2 separate regions of the Sus scrofa genome follow, and region 2 is linked to region 1. A link is a contact called in public HiChIP or PLAC-seq data. All regions are on one chromosome and are shown on one strand. Each heading gives the region's core, a stretch centred on a gene start, on an enhancer-like site or on the middle of the called end of the contact. The rest is flanking DNA. Distances are from core to core; before and after follow the strand shown. Region 1 overlaps FRMD4B (FERM domain-containing protein 4B). Region 2 has its middle 180 kb from the start of MITF.

The links. HiChIP or PLAC-seq counts read pairs in DNA pulled down with a chosen protein or histone mark.
Region 2: an H3K27ac HiChIP or PLAC-seq map of alveolar macrophages shows a contact between it and region 1. The contact joins two enhancer-like sites. A contact is called at or near these places in 1 of 47 Hi-C or Micro-C datasets (epiblast stem cells) and 1 of 2 datasets of contacts at active chromatin or transcription factors (alveolar macrophages).

Annotation. Positions count from the first base shown.
Region 1 is chr13:50,606,663-50,613,886 of Sscrofa11.1, forward strand. FRMD4B (FERM domain-containing protein 4B) reads right to left here. Exons shown (of 23, transcript XM_021069209.1): 21 at 7,222-7,224; 22 at 2,834-2,966. Among named protein-coding and RNA genes, the nearest start is that of LMOD3, 56 kb to the left of the region's middle. Within about 2 kb of position 5,334, at least 36 of the 83 cell types and tissues checked have an H3K27ac peak or open chromatin away from gene starts, as enhancers often do. A contact at or near this core is called in alveolar macrophages, where this site is marked.
Region 2 is chr13:51,197,464-51,205,200 of Sscrofa11.1, forward strand. It overlaps a transcript of MITF not described here. Among named protein-coding and RNA genes, the nearest start is that of MITF, 180 kb to the right of the region's middle. Within about 2 kb of position 5,033, at least 20 of the 83 cell types and tissues checked have an H3K27ac peak or open chromatin away from gene starts, as enhancers often do. A contact at or near this core is called in alveolar macrophages, where this site is marked.

The DNA of each region.
Region 1 (7,224 bases), core at 4,084-6,583:
CTTGTTACTAGGTCAAGTTAAATTGATCAGACTGTATCATAATAATAAAAAAAAAGTCTTGGAGTTCCTGCTGTGGCACAACAGCATGGGTGGTGTCTTGGGAGCCCTGGGGGGCAGGTTCAATCCCTGACCCAGCACAGTGGGTTAAGGATCCCACATTGCCACAACCATGGCTTAGGTTGCAACTGCAGCTCAGATCTGATCTCTAGCCCTGGAGCTCCATATGCCATGGGGTGGCCAAAAAAAAAAAAAAAAGAAAGGAAAAAAAAAATCCTAAATAGATAATTGGGTAGAAATAAACATTCTCACAATTCCCAGAGCTAGGAAGATAAACTGGCAAATATTTCTAGTAAGCAGGAGTTTCAAAAATATGCTTTTCAATTTAATCCATTAATTCTACATATTCAAATATATCCTAGGGAAATAATATAGAATTCAGACAAATATTTTGCACAAAGATGTTAAAAACAGCATTACTCACAATAAAAAAAGAAAGAAAAATTTAAAACCATTTAAAATCAAACTATAGGGAACTGTTTAATAAAGTATGGCATATTTATTGAGTGGAATATCACACTGATCATATAAAATAAGGTTTAAAATTTTGTAAAAAAAAAAAGGGAGGGGACATGTTGATGCTAGGATATTAAGCAAAAAACTGGGATGTGCAATTCCATGTACAATGAAAGATGTAGAGTTGTATATACAATATCATTACGATCATGTTAAAAATGGATAGAGAAAAATGGGAAAAATGTGCCAAAATGTTACTAGCTACTATCTCTACATGGTGGATTTATGGGTAAATTATTTCCTGCTTATTTATTCCTTTATTATTTTCCTAATTTTCTAAAATGAGCTCATGTTATGTGCACACCCACACACACACAATAGGGATCTTTAAATAGTTTCTAATTTCCTGTACATCGTGCCCCTTCTGACACTGGACTCTGCTGTCTTGGGCTGGCTGAAATAGATGGGCAGACTTTGTAAACTAGATTTTTCTCTAAAAATGTTTAACACTTCCTGAGTCTGAGGAGACTGGTGTTAAGGATATCAGAACTGTCTTGGGCACTGCATGGTTTGTTTTATATCATTTCTAATTTAGGCAACGAAAAGGACAGTAAAAGTATACCAACAGGAAAACTATTTGCAAATGTATTATGCAAAATGATTAGAACTGAAGTGAAAAAGTCCAGCTCAAATTTGGGGCCAGAGTCATTTTATTTGCTGCTCCTAACTCATTTCCAAGCATTATTTACAGAAGCCCAAGCTATTGGACATCCTCTGGTGTATATTTTCATTAAAATTCTATTTTGAGCACACCCTTTGTTGAGTTGAGACAATTGGCCTAATATTTCAAGCCAAGAAAAACTTGTGCTGAATATGGAAAAGAAAAACAAAACTCTGGGGGCCGAATATCTTCCATTTGCTTATAATACTTAAGTGTCTTCATAAGAAACCAACCACTCAAAATCATTAGTAAAGGCACCTTTAAAAGTTTCAGTCTGTGTTAAGTCTCCTATGCCTGAGGCAATCTGACTTAAAGAAAGCAAAATTCAATTTTCATGAAAAGAAGAAAACAAATAAAAAACAACAGAAAATGCTCTACTTCTTGGCACCAGGGAGTGTGGATTATATTCTGTGAGAAATTAATAAAGAAAAATGACCTCTTCAAACTTAATTCTTCCATTGTTTGCAAAGAACTGAAAAGCACATAATCGAGAGTTGGTAATCTTTTTAAAAACCACATTTTAACAAGTTGGTCTTGTCTGTTTCCTCTAAATGTTTACAAAGAACTGCTATTACAAATGCACAGGACAGCTGGCTATGTCTGTTGCTTCTTAATGAACACAGTGGTCAGATAAAAAAAGGCAGCAAATGTTTGAAATCAAGCTCAACAACTGTCTATGAGGCATCTTGGTATGAACAGCCTTTTCCGATGTAGCTGTTTTTCCCGCAAGGCCAGAAGAATCTTAATGAAAATACCAATAATATAGCTTCAAGTAGAACAATTTATAAGAACCCTTCAAACACAGAATGTAATGTACAGAACTCTAAGAACAGGGTAAAATTGGAGTTCCCATCGTGGCACAGTGGTTAACGAATCTGACTAGGAACCATGAGGTTGCAGGTTCGATCCCTGGCCTTGCTCAGTGGGTTAAGGACCCTGCATTGCGTGAGCTGTGGTGTAGGTTGCAGATGCAGCTCAGATCCTGCATTGTTGTGGCTGTGGTGTAGGCTGGTGGCTACAGCTCCGATTAGACTTCTAGCCTGGGAACCTCCACATGCCTTGGGAAGCGGCCCTAGAAAAGGCAAAAAGACAAAAAAACAAAAACAGGGTAAAATTTAAATGAGCTAGATTAAGCATCAATAAGCTATTTCTTTTCTTTCTTTCTTTTTTGTTTGGCTGTGGCCATGGCATGTGAAGGTTCCCAGGCCAGGGATCAAACCCGCGCCATAGCAGCTACTGGAGCAACAGCAGTGACAATGCTGGATCCTTAAGCTGCTGGGCCACCGGCAAATTCCTTAATAAGCTTTTTCTTAAAGGGCCAGATATTTTTGGCTTCAGCCATATGATCTCTCTTGCAACCACTCTGCTCTGCCTCCATAGCACAAAAACAGCCATGGATAACATGTAAATGAATGAGCATGGGTGTTTTCCAATAAAACCTTATTTATAAACATAGGTGGCAGCTGGTTTTGGCCCTCAGACAAAGGTTGGCCTTTGACAAACCTTGAGCTAGATCACTTAGTGTTCATAAAATCAACTTAGATTCCTGAATTCTGACCAGGAACAGAGTAATAGCATTTTTGAGCATTGCTTTCTCACCTGCCTGGAGAGGACAAAGGATTATAGATGTTGCCATAGCAGCTGGTGTACGAAGGATGTGCTGGGGTCTCATATTCAGATAGCCCTACGGTTATCTGGGTCCTCCAGTTTCCAGAAGCATTTGTAGAAGACACTAAAAATGAAAAGATAAAATTAGTGGGACCATTCAAAGTGAACTATTTAGGCCATTTAGATGTACAATATAATCAGCTGTGTGCAGAGTTGTGCTTAAGAGCCAATGTTTAGAACCAATAGAGCTCCTATTCTAATGTGGTCACTTACTGGCCATGTGACCTTGGGCAAATAACTTAACCTCTTTAAGCCTCAGTTTTATCATCTGTAATGTGGAGCTAAGAGTATAAATATATTTTGTGTAGGGATAATATCAGGATTAAACAAATTAACTTGTGAAAATATTTAGCACTGTGCCTGGAAATAAATGATAACTATGATTACTGTAGATATGAATAAAGTTAATTGAAAGACATGCTATTAAAAAAAAAAAAACCCAAGGAGTTCCCTTCGTGGCTCAACAGTTAACAAACCCGACTAGTATCCATGAGGATGCAGGTTTGATTCCTGGCCTTGCTCAGTGGGTTAAGGATCCAGCACTGCCATTAGCTGTGGGGTAGGTCGAAGACTTGGCTCAGATCTGGCATTGCTATGGCTGTGGTGTAGGCCTGAAGCTGTAGCTCTGATTTGACCCCCTAGCCTAGGAACCACCATGTGCCACAAGTGCGGCCCTAAAAAGCAAAAAACCCGAAAAAACCCCAAACCCAGAAGACAAGCCAGAAAAGAAGTCTCATATATGGAAAGAATCTTCCCAGTCAGGCTATGGTGGCTGGATAGCTTCACAGGCTTCCATCATAAAGATAAGGTGACAAGTTTGAGTTTCCTGGAGCCCTTTGGAGGAAAAGCATTCTATACGTCGATTTGTTGAGACCTGTCCATTCCTCAGCCAAAGGCAATATTGGCCACTAGCAGGATCAAGTCATTTTTTGGGGGAAAAAAAAAAAAAAAGTGTGCGTGGGGGGAGTGGGAGTGGGGGAGGGTAACTAGGACAGGAAAGATTTCAGGAAGAAGAGACTTAGCTCTTCTGAGGGCACTAATCCGAACAAGGCAAAGGCATAATTTGGGAGCAAAACCCAGTGAATGCCTCATCGCTGGGCGTTTGCTGTCCTCTCTCTTAAACCGTCCATGAGTTCCCTGGTAGCCTAGTAGTTAAGGATCCAGTATTATCACTGCTGTGGCTCAGGTTGCTGCTGTGGCACTAGTTCAACCCCTGGCCAGGGAACTTCCACATGCCACAGGCATGGCCAAAGTAAGTAAATAAATATAACCAGTTCTGCTCTGTGCCTAGGATGCATGATGTCATGCCGGTCACCTAGGACTCAAAATACCACCATTGCTCCTGGGTCCTTCCTGATCTCCTCTATTTCCTGTTCCTGGCAGTCAACCTTCTCTCTTCTCACCCCCACAAAGCATGTGGAACCAGCATGCAACAAACACATTTCAAAACTCATCTGTGGTCCTGGATGCCCACAAAGGTTTGACTTAACGATGTAAGATCCTCACTTTGAGCTTCTAAGAAGGTTTCATATCTCTAAGTCAGGGGTTGTGAGGCGTGGTGGTTAGGATGTCACACTGTAATAGAATTCCTACTTCACCACTTACCGGCTTTGGAGATTGGGCAGGGTCATTTAAACCCTGTAAGGCAGAAGTGTCTCAGCTGCAAGATTAGGATAATAATAATAAACATGACAACAGCACTCCCTACATAGAATTGTCGCATACACTAAATGGGAGAGCGCAAATAAAGGGCTGAGCAAACTGGGTGGCACAGGGTAAGCTGCCAATAAAAGTGGCTGCTACTACTCCTAAAACTGAGTCACCAGGAGAGCCTTTAGGTGGCTGGAAGGGATTGCAAAACCCCTGACTAATTCAGCAAATAACTGGAAACTTATCTCTCCATGAGAATGGTGCATGCCTGTTGTAATACATCAACTATAAAATGTAGTAGGAAAGAGGAAAATCCCAAAAAGGAATTCTAGAAGCACTGATTCCATCCCTGTGATGCCTTTTGGCCTGTGGGGTCAATCCTGCTGGAATCAGCCAGGCTCACGCTGTCACACTGGGTCCAGGAAGCATTATCTCCATTCTCACCTTTGCCCCAGTGCTGAGACAATGGCCGGGAATGTTGAAGTTTCAGAGTTACAGCTGCTTCTTGTTTAAAGAGGCATTACCCCAGCCCTGTGCCCTGCTGACTATACACAGGTATCTCAGTCCTCCTTCTTTGGTTTCGGAAAGTTTCTCATGCAGCGCCCTGAACTTTGAAGGGGAAGAAAGGCAATCTCTGGATCACAGCCACAAATATGAAATAATTACAGGAGCCTTTTCATATGTTACATGTGGTAATAAATGGGGAAACCCTAGCAGAAGTCCAAAGTCCTGCACAAAGAGGAGAGAACTGGAACCCAAACAGAAATCTCCATGGAAACACCTCTTGTCAACAAACTTAGGAAACTTTTAAAGGTACAGTTTTCACAGATGATCACAAAATGATTCAGGAATCCCTGTGCTATGTCTCACTAAGGCGTCATACTTGCAAGAGGGGGCAAGACTCATGACCTTGGTCTTTTTTGTGCAGTTCGAGAATTCATTTCTTTAAGCTTTAGTGCTGCTTCATTTTCATACATCCCTCTGGCTGCTAACTAGACCGTGAACTTATCCAGGCCAGAAACTGGCTCCTCAGCATCTTGGATGTGCCCGCTTGTTAGCTGAATAAGTGAAACCAGAGGAAGATTTTTCTCTTAAGCCCTCATATCCCTACTTAAGGTAACTGGCACAGCTCGGGGTATGCAATAGACTTAGGGACCAAAGTCAATGCATGAAGAGAATCTCTCTAATCAAAATTACCTTTGAAAGTCCCTTAAATTAACCAGAAAGTGGAGGATATATGATTACTGGATTGAGTCAAGGCCTGAGGAGTATTTAGAACAGTGCCAAGAACAGTGCTTAGTAAATGCCAGCTCCAGTCAGACTTACTAGAAGACTTACACAGATTCCTAAGCACTCGGAATGAATGGCATTTATGTATGTATGTACGTCTTTTTAGGGCCACACGGGTGGCATATGGAAGGTCCCAGGCTAGTAGTCAAATTGGAGCTACAGTTGCTGGCCTATACCACAGCCAAAGCAACGTGGGATCCAAGCTGCATCTTTGACCTACGCCACAGCTCATGGCAATAACAGAACCGTAACCCACTGAACAAGGCCAGGGATCAAACCCACATCCTCATGGATACTAGTTGGGTTCATTACTGCTGAGCCACAACCGGAATTCCAGGAATAAACTGCTTTTAGATGATCCAATTCCTCGTGGTGAACAGGGAAGGATGTATAATCCTAAAGGCTTTCTTCTTACATAAGTGTTTATCCTATTCTTTTAATATATCAAAACTCAATGCCCTGAAAACTATTTTTATTTATTTATTTATTTGCTTTTTAGGACCCGCACCCATGGCATGTGGACATTCTCGGGCTAGGGGTCAAATGAGAGCCACAGCTGACGGCCTACGCCACAGCCACAGCAACGGGGGATCCAAGCCGTGTCTGCAACCTACACTACAACTCACAGCAACACCAGATCCTTGTGGATACTAGTTGGGCTCATTAACCAATGAGCCACAATGGGAACTTCCAATTTTTATTGAAGTATAGTTCATTTATGATGTTATGTTAGTTTGAGGTGTATGGCACAGGAATTCAGTTTTATATATATATATATATATAAAATTTTTATTAGTTTTATATAAACTATTATAAACACATATTCTTTTTCAAGTTATTTTCCCTTATGGCATATTACAAAATACTGATATATATATATAAAATATAATTTTCCTGTGCTATACAGCAGGTCCTTGTTGATTATCTATCTTATATATAGTAGTGGGTACATATTAATTGCAAAGCCTGAACACTTTAAAGAGATGTGGCCATCAACACAAGACCTAGAAAAGATAAAATACAGGAAAGCCTCTAACACAGGGCAGCACAGAGAGTAGGTGCTCAGTAAATGTTTGTTGGATTTTAACCTGTGGCTCCACCCAATAGCTACACCCTTATGATCTTGGGTCCTGGTCTCATGGTCCTTGAGGGGAGTGGTTTGGGGTAGCTGGGGACACAATGTTAATGAAATCTGAGTACAAAGGCCTCTGTGCTATTTTTTTTCCCTTCCTTTTTGGGCCACACCCAAGGCATGTGGGACTTCCCAGGCCAGGGATGGAACCCCTGCCACAGCAGTGACCCAAGCCACAGCAGTCACTACAACACCTGATCTTAAACTCTTAGGTCACCAGGGAACTCAGCCTCCAGGGTATTCTTACCTG
Region 2 (7,737 bases), core at 3,783-6,282, 590 kb after region 1:
GGATGTTACAGTAATCAAGTTTTCCCAGGCATCTGATCTTCCAATTTTACCAGTTTATTTGCCAATGAAAATGGCTCCTCACTTCCAGATCTTTAATCAACATTCTGATTAAATCAACTCTTCTGATATTTTACTCTTCATTTTGATGTAATTACTACTGTTCTTTAGATGGTGGGGAGTGAGAATGGGGACTTGGAAAAAAAGCACAGAGAAATTGTGGGAAAAATGAAAAAGGAGTTACCTTCATGACTCAGCAGAAACAAATCTGATTAGCATCCATGAGGATGCAGGTTTGATCCCTGGCCTCGCTCAGTGGGTTAAGGATCTGGTGTTGCGGTGAGCTGTGGTATAGGTTGCAGACATGGCTCTGATTTGGTGTTGCTGTGACTGTGGTGTGGCCTGGCAGCTGTAGCTCTGATTCTACACCTTGTCTGGGAACCTCCATATGCTGAGGGTGTGGCCCTAAAAAAAAAAAAAAGAAAGAAATTGTGGGGACCATTGCTGATGAATCCAGTAGGAAGCAATGAAATGGCTTAGAAATTCTGGTGTAGGAAGTTTTTAAAGTCACAAGCCCAGCTTACTCATGGCCTCGAAGATAAAGGTGATGCTTTTGACTTCTCAGTGTATTGAAAATTAGCATATTATAATTATAAGTATAGTCATTGTAAACATTAATTGAGTACTTGTTGGGAGTGCTTGGAATTCTTTTAGGAAGGATGGAAGGAAAGAGTTGTTTTCAGTAGGCCCAGCAGTTTTGAGGGGCATAGCAGAGAGGTCACACAATGTAATAACAACAAAGAAACACAAACAGCAACAATAACAGCAGCACCTAGGATTTTCAAAATCCTTACCACAGGCTGTGTCTTGTATTAGTGCTTTAATCTTTTCTGTGTTTTGGAAACAAACCTACTGGGGCTAAAGTAATAAAAATTGGAGTTCCCGTTGTGGCTTAGTGGTTAATGAACCATGAAGATGTAGGTTTGATCCCTGGCCTCGCTCAGTGGGTAAAGGATCTGGGTGTTGCCTTGAGCTGTGGTGTAGTTCGCAGACATGGCTTGGATCCCGAGTTGCTGTGGTTCTGGCATAGGCTGGCGACTATAGCTCCTCTTGGAACCCCTGGCCTGAGAACCTCCATATGCCTCTGCTGCGGCCCTAAAAAGACAAAATAAATAAATAAATAAATAAATATAGTAATAAATAAAGTAATAAAAATTGTAGAACAGTGGGGTTTAAGTATCGAAGATTGCATCTTGTTCTACCTTGCATCTGTAGCCTACCTTTTGCATTTTCATAATGTATTCTTGTGTATCATTAGAGGAATGACTTTAGCTTGTGTGTGTGCATGCATGTGTCTGTGTGTGTGTGTTCATCTGTCTTAGTCCTGGGATAAGGAAGATACCTATGTGATTTTTTTTTTTCTCCAGATTTTTCCTTTATTAGAAAAGTCAAGAACCTGAAGCAGAAGGAATGAATAATTTGGATCTAGTTTAATGACCAATATATTGAGACAAATACTAGCTATATTTCAAATGCTAGTTTGATTATATGAGGTAGGTGGGATCCCATTTTATAGATAGCAAAACTGAGGCTATGCCATTGTAATAAAGTTGCCTGAAGTCATTCAAATAAGAGTGGAACCAAGACTTAATCAGATGACTGACTTCAAAGCTTACCCTCCTGTCTGTCATGCTGCAGTGATTTCTGTCCATATTGGGGTATCTAGAGGGAGGCAGGATAGGAAGTGATCAGGCATAACAACTCATGTTGATTTTGGAATAGAAAGAGGACTAAGTTTCTGATGAAGTAAAGAGAAACTCTGGGTGTGGCTGACCATCTGAATCCAAGATAAATAGATCTGTCTATTAAAGGTGCTCACAGAATGCTTGACTGCACAGTTCTTTGTTTTCAAATCTGTTTCTGATGGTTGAAAGGAGGTAGGCTGTGAAGGCCTCAAGAAAGGTAGCAGAAGATGGGATGGTGGATACTTCATCATTCACCAGGGCGTGGTGTGTGAGTTGTAGATTTTCCTCATGCCTCATTAAAGATCTTCTTTGAATGGCCCTAGTGGATATGGATAACATCAAGAGTCTTGTCTACTTACCCATCCTGTGGTCTACCACTGAACATGTAACTCCTAACATCTTTATGGTTTCCATTCATCTCTCTCTTTTTCCCTTCTAACCTGACTTGTTAATTGCTTTTCCTATATGTTTTTATGATGTCGTAGCCAGTCTATTATGTTCTGGACTGTTTATCTTTGAATGCCAAAGGTCTTGAAACATCATAATGTTGTGTAATGAACATAACTTCTGCCTTGACATGTGGGTGTTAAAAACATTAGTCATTGCAAAGTATTGAGTTAAATATTTTCAATAAAAGAATATAATGATCTAATGGAGAGGAAGATGTTATAAAAATACTAGTTGATGGCTTTAATGATGAGCCATGTACTTTGTGGGTTCTAGCAGTGATGGGTTAGAAATTGACAGAATGAATGTAAAAGCGTTCACACTCTTGTTTAGTGAAAGAGAAGAAAGACCAACAATTTTAAAAAAATGTAATTCTTATGTATACAAAGAAAAATGTCATCCATTTGAAGTTTTCAAATCTTCTGTTCCTGGTTTCCTGCCTCACATGTATCTTTAACTACCATGCGAAATGTTATAGATTTGCATGAGATAGTATCAATAGAGACCTCTGGGCTGTGTCTTGTCAGGAAGCCTGTAGCCTTGCAATGATCTGTTTTTTTTTTTTTTTTTTTGAGAGCATCAGGGCATCTTTTGTAACACCATCAGAGAGCCAGGGACTTCCTGAGTGAATGAACAAGGTGGGTCTCTACTTGTGGTACTGATTTTACGAAGCATTTTGGTCAGCATTAGTCATTACAAAACTGTATGCCTGCTGCTTTGATTTATCTCTGTAGACATCTCCCCATGGTGTAAGATGGAATACTCATCTGTCTATGTCTCTGGGTATCTAAAAATGTTAGAGGTACATCGGTCTTTTTCTTTTTTTTTTTTTTAGGGCCTCACCTGTGGCATATGAAGTTCCCCGGCCAGGGATTGAATCCGAGCCACAGCTGTGACCTATGCCACAGCTGCAGTAATGCTGGTTCCTTAAACCGCTGTGCCCTAGTGGGAAGTCCCATTGCTCTATTTCTTGCTGGAGAGTGTTTTGTAGGTACCGGTCTTCTCTGAGGGAATATTGTCTATTGAGTGTTGGGTCATCAGTGCTCTCTTATTTCTCGGGGTTGGCAGGTTTAAACCAGAGACAATGCATGCCGTCCGTTACCTGTTCAGTCATTCTGGTAGGAAAAAACTTCTAAGTTAAATACCTTTTCTTTCCTACGGAGGTACCAACAAGGAAACTGTCTTAATTTTAGAGTAGGGAGCCTAAACTGTGTCTGTGGCTGCTGTTAAAATCTTCTCAACAGGCTGGGTATTTTCAAAGGATATCCAGCTCAACTATATCAATTATGTGTGGGGAAAATGTTTATTTTCCACTATAACACCATGTCCAAATGGATCATCATCTCATGATCAATGTCTGACATTTTGGGGGTCAGAGCTTGTGTGAAGGGGAGATCTTGCATCTTTGGTAATATTTCTGGAAGGATTATTGATATTGAGCCCTCCTGTATATGGTTTTCCATTTATTTGCTATCTCTATTAACTGAATCTGTAGATAAGGAACAATTTTTGAATGGAAACCAAGTAACCTGTTGATGTAAAGTCAACTTTACCTTTTATGATTCTCATTGTTAGCACCTCCCTCCTTCCTGGCTGGATTCCCTGTCATTTTAAGTAGGCAGCAATTACTGGTTTGTTCAAGAAGCTGGTTCCTGCTGCCAAGGATCCTCTTAATTATCACTCTATCTCTCACTTGGTCTCCCTTGAGTTGAGAGAAGGTGCACGTTAAGTGTGTGGCAGAGTAGCAGCTGTCCTAGCTCCGTAATAATCTCCTCTCTGGCTCGGTTCAGTGGATCCAATGTTCAGCCAAAGGGCCGAGGCAGCCCTGGTGAGTCTTTTCAACTCTTCTTTAGGTTGTTTGGTCAGTCAGCTTTGGTGTGGTTTTCTTGTGCCTCTGACTCTGACCTGAGTAAAAGCTAAGGGCATTTGGGTTGGGAGTTCACACCTGTTCCGGGTCCATCTCTGAGCTCAGATGGGACACCTTGAAAATACTGCAATGGTTTTCTCACAAACTCTTTTCTCTCACTGGGACAAAGGAGACCATGGAATTGACTCATGGCCTGTCTTCAAGAAGGTAATGCACATCATAACCAAAATAACTCAATTTTTACAGGTTCTTCGATAGCACATATTTTTTTTTTTTCAGAGCGATAGTCTTTTGCCTAATAATGATTCTTTGGTTTTTGTCGTTCATAAATGGCTAGATTGCTTTCTGTTTTCAGAAATGTTCAGTTCACTTGTTTCAGTGAATTTTTTTTTCAGAAGTTCCACTGGATCATTTGATTAGGTTTGGAGTGCCTATGCTTCCTTTTCTACTTTTTCTGTATTTTTGGCAGTGTTGTTGTTTAAAACTGTTGAAGTGATTCGCTGCAAAGTGGATTAATTTTCCACGTCTTCAAATGTGTTTTCCAGTCGCCTCAAAATTTCTTTGCACTCCCCCCCCCATATGATAGTCTGCAGTCATAGTTCTCTCATTCTTCCTGGATCCAATATAAATGCTGATGTCACTGAATTTCTTAAAATACAGCTGGTGGGGATTAACAGAAATTGTAAGAGCATACCACTTCCTCATTTTGCTATTTTCTTGACTAATTATTGTCCTTTCAAGTTCTGTAGGAGACTGGGGATTTGGAAGGAAGTTCTCTGTCTTGAAGTTAAAACAGCACTTTTCTCCCCTCCCCCCGCCTTTTTTTTTTCCTGTTAATGTTATTCTTCAAAAATAATCTGATTTTTTTAGGATGCTGCCTGAATGTGCTCTCAAATAACCTTGGCTAGACTTTCTCCACTTAGGGTTTTGCATGGTGCATTGTCTTCTATCCTGGGTGAAAGGTTTTGAATACTTCCCTTTAGTAAGTTTCCTTATATAGAATATTTTTACTCAATAGCTCTTCTCCAGCTCTAGGCTGTTAATGGTAGTAGGTGAAGGGTTGTGATTCGTTTATTTTTTTCCCCCCTACTATTTTTTGTTCTTCAAGGAAAGCCTACCTCTATTCCCATGGTTTTCTTGTGGAAGCTGAGTGTTCTTGGTGATAGTCCTGGGTACTCAACTCCTTCAAACATTAACTTTTCTGGCTTTCCAGTTCTTGTTCTAACCCTTGGAGTCTGGGGCCCTGGTTTTCTTGTTGCTGTCTTTTGGATTTGATTGATGGCTCCCTGAATCTTGTTCCTGGAGTCCTCTGGGCTCTCTGGGTGAGACACAGGAGGCCACCTAGAAGTGTGCATAAATGGTGGCCGAGCTCTGCAGGCGGCAGTATTGATCAAACTGCAGTCCCTGGAAACAGAAATAGAAAGGGTTCAGCATTTGCACTTTCCTCTGGTGGTGTTTTTGCTTATTTTGTGTGTTTGGAAAAGGCAGCCGTATGCAAACTGCTGACTTACTATTTTCCCTGGAATGGAAACCATTTGGATTATTTCAATGAGTTTTAGCTAAGATTTGTTTGTTCACAGTATTAGTTTTGTTTTCTGTGTCCTGTTTAGAGTAAGACCAGAATATGTCTTATTACTCTATGGAAATAAATGCTCCTTGGTGCCTTGGGATTTTGCAAACCATGAATTTGAAAAATCATGTGTTTACTCCAGAGTCAAAATGGAAACTTCTTAGTGAAAATTCTGGGTACATCAATATTTCTATCTGGGTCAATTACTTTCTTTGAAAAAAATTTTTTTGCCTAAATTATTGAAGATGTCGGAGCAGTCCCTTTTCCTGCTTGCTTTTTCCACCAATATTTTTTCTCATTTTTAAAGAGAAAAAGATTAAACAGAAGAGTTGCAAACCAAAATCTTATATGCCCTCTTATTTGCTGTAAAATGATGACTCTTCTGTTTTCTTTGATGTTAGAGTGGATTTAGCTTAACTTTTAGTAGTAAGAATTGAATTAAGAATAAAAATAGAAATTCCTTACTGTAAGAACTATTAAGAACTGATTTGAGTTCCTGAGTAAAAGTGATGATTGTTCAGCTCTAGAAAATGTAAAATGTAGGGTCTCAATATGCTTAGTTAACACCATCTAACATTGTGTTGATACATTACTTTGATGATAAGATTTGAGCATGATATAGCTATCTGAAAAATACTTTAAATATCACTGTGGAGTTTTTGGTTAAATGTGTTTTTAAAAGTTGGGGTAAATAGAATAAAGGAGGGAAAGAAAGCGTAGTTATGAATTGTTTGAATTTTCGGGATGAGGTTTTTTTTTTTTTTTTTTTTTAGGGCTGCACTTGCGGCATATGGAAGTTCCCAGGCTAGGGGCCGAATTGGAGCTACACACCAGCCAGCCTACACCACAGCCATAGCAAAGCAGTATCTGAGCCTTGTCTGTAACCTACACATGGCTCACAGCAACGCCAGATCCTTAACCTACTGAGCAAGGCCAGGGATTGAACCTGCATCCTTATGTATCCTAGTCAGTTTCATTGACCAGCTGAGCCACAAAGGGAACTCCTTTTGTTCATCATTTTATGCCAGCAAGTGGCACCGGGCAGTACCTCATAGTCACTCAATAAATAATGAATGCATGAACGTAATGAGAGGCCTAGTTCCAGGCCCAGCTGTACCACTCACTAATTGTGTGACCCTCAGCTCACCGTTTATGAGGTCTCTGTCTCGTCTTCTCTTCAGTGAAGGGGAAGGGCTAGTCATGGTGGCTGTGGTACTATACGCACTCCCCCACCCCTGGCCACTGCAATGGAGGCATTGCCTACAAGCCTCTCCCTGTGTCCTGTGAACTGAGGAGAAGCCCTAGGCCCTTCTCAATTCAGTGTTCCAGGTTTCCACTAGTCACCATGAACACTTGAGGTAAAACTTGCTTGCTATCTCAGAAGTTTTTTCTCTCTGAGGTTCTTACCATGGTTCCTTGATTTGGGTTTTTTGTTTTTTGTTTTTTGTTTTTTTTTGATGCCTCAGGCCCAATCACAAGTAGGCAGTATTCTGTAAAGATTCTTAGTTAGCAAGTGTTTGCTTAAACAACAGCAGCAGCAATAGCACATGCCATTGTCTCTCCTTTCAATCATTTTTCTGGTAGATTTAGAAGATAAATGTAGGACTTCATAAATGGGTCCAGAAAATATTCCTCCAGTGAAGGAAGAGATCAAGCAAAGATTAACTTAACAAAGTTTTCCACTTTGATTTTCCAGAACCCATGAATCCATCCAGGAAGTGGTTGTTCAATGTCTATAGCATGCCACACACTGTGCTAATGATAAAATGATAGGAGCTTTGCTTACGTAAGTCGCAGGGATATGAATGTGATGCTAGGTCTGCCATTGTACCTTGGGACGAAAGATGGAGGGGTCGGTTTCTCCGAGGGGGACAAGGAAGAGTAAAGCCTCATAGGAGAAAGGAAGCTTGAGTTCTTTATTGAAAGATGACTGCCAAGCAAATGAGAGATGAGGCTTCTGGGTAGGCGGGAGCCTTGGAAGTATAGCACCATGTGGTGCCTTTGGGACAGTGTAAGCTTTTGAGCATGGCTTGAGCACCAGGGAGCATGGGTGGATTTAAGCAGGGGAATAGCAGTCTGGCTGCTGCCAGATGAACAGGTTGGAGGCTGGC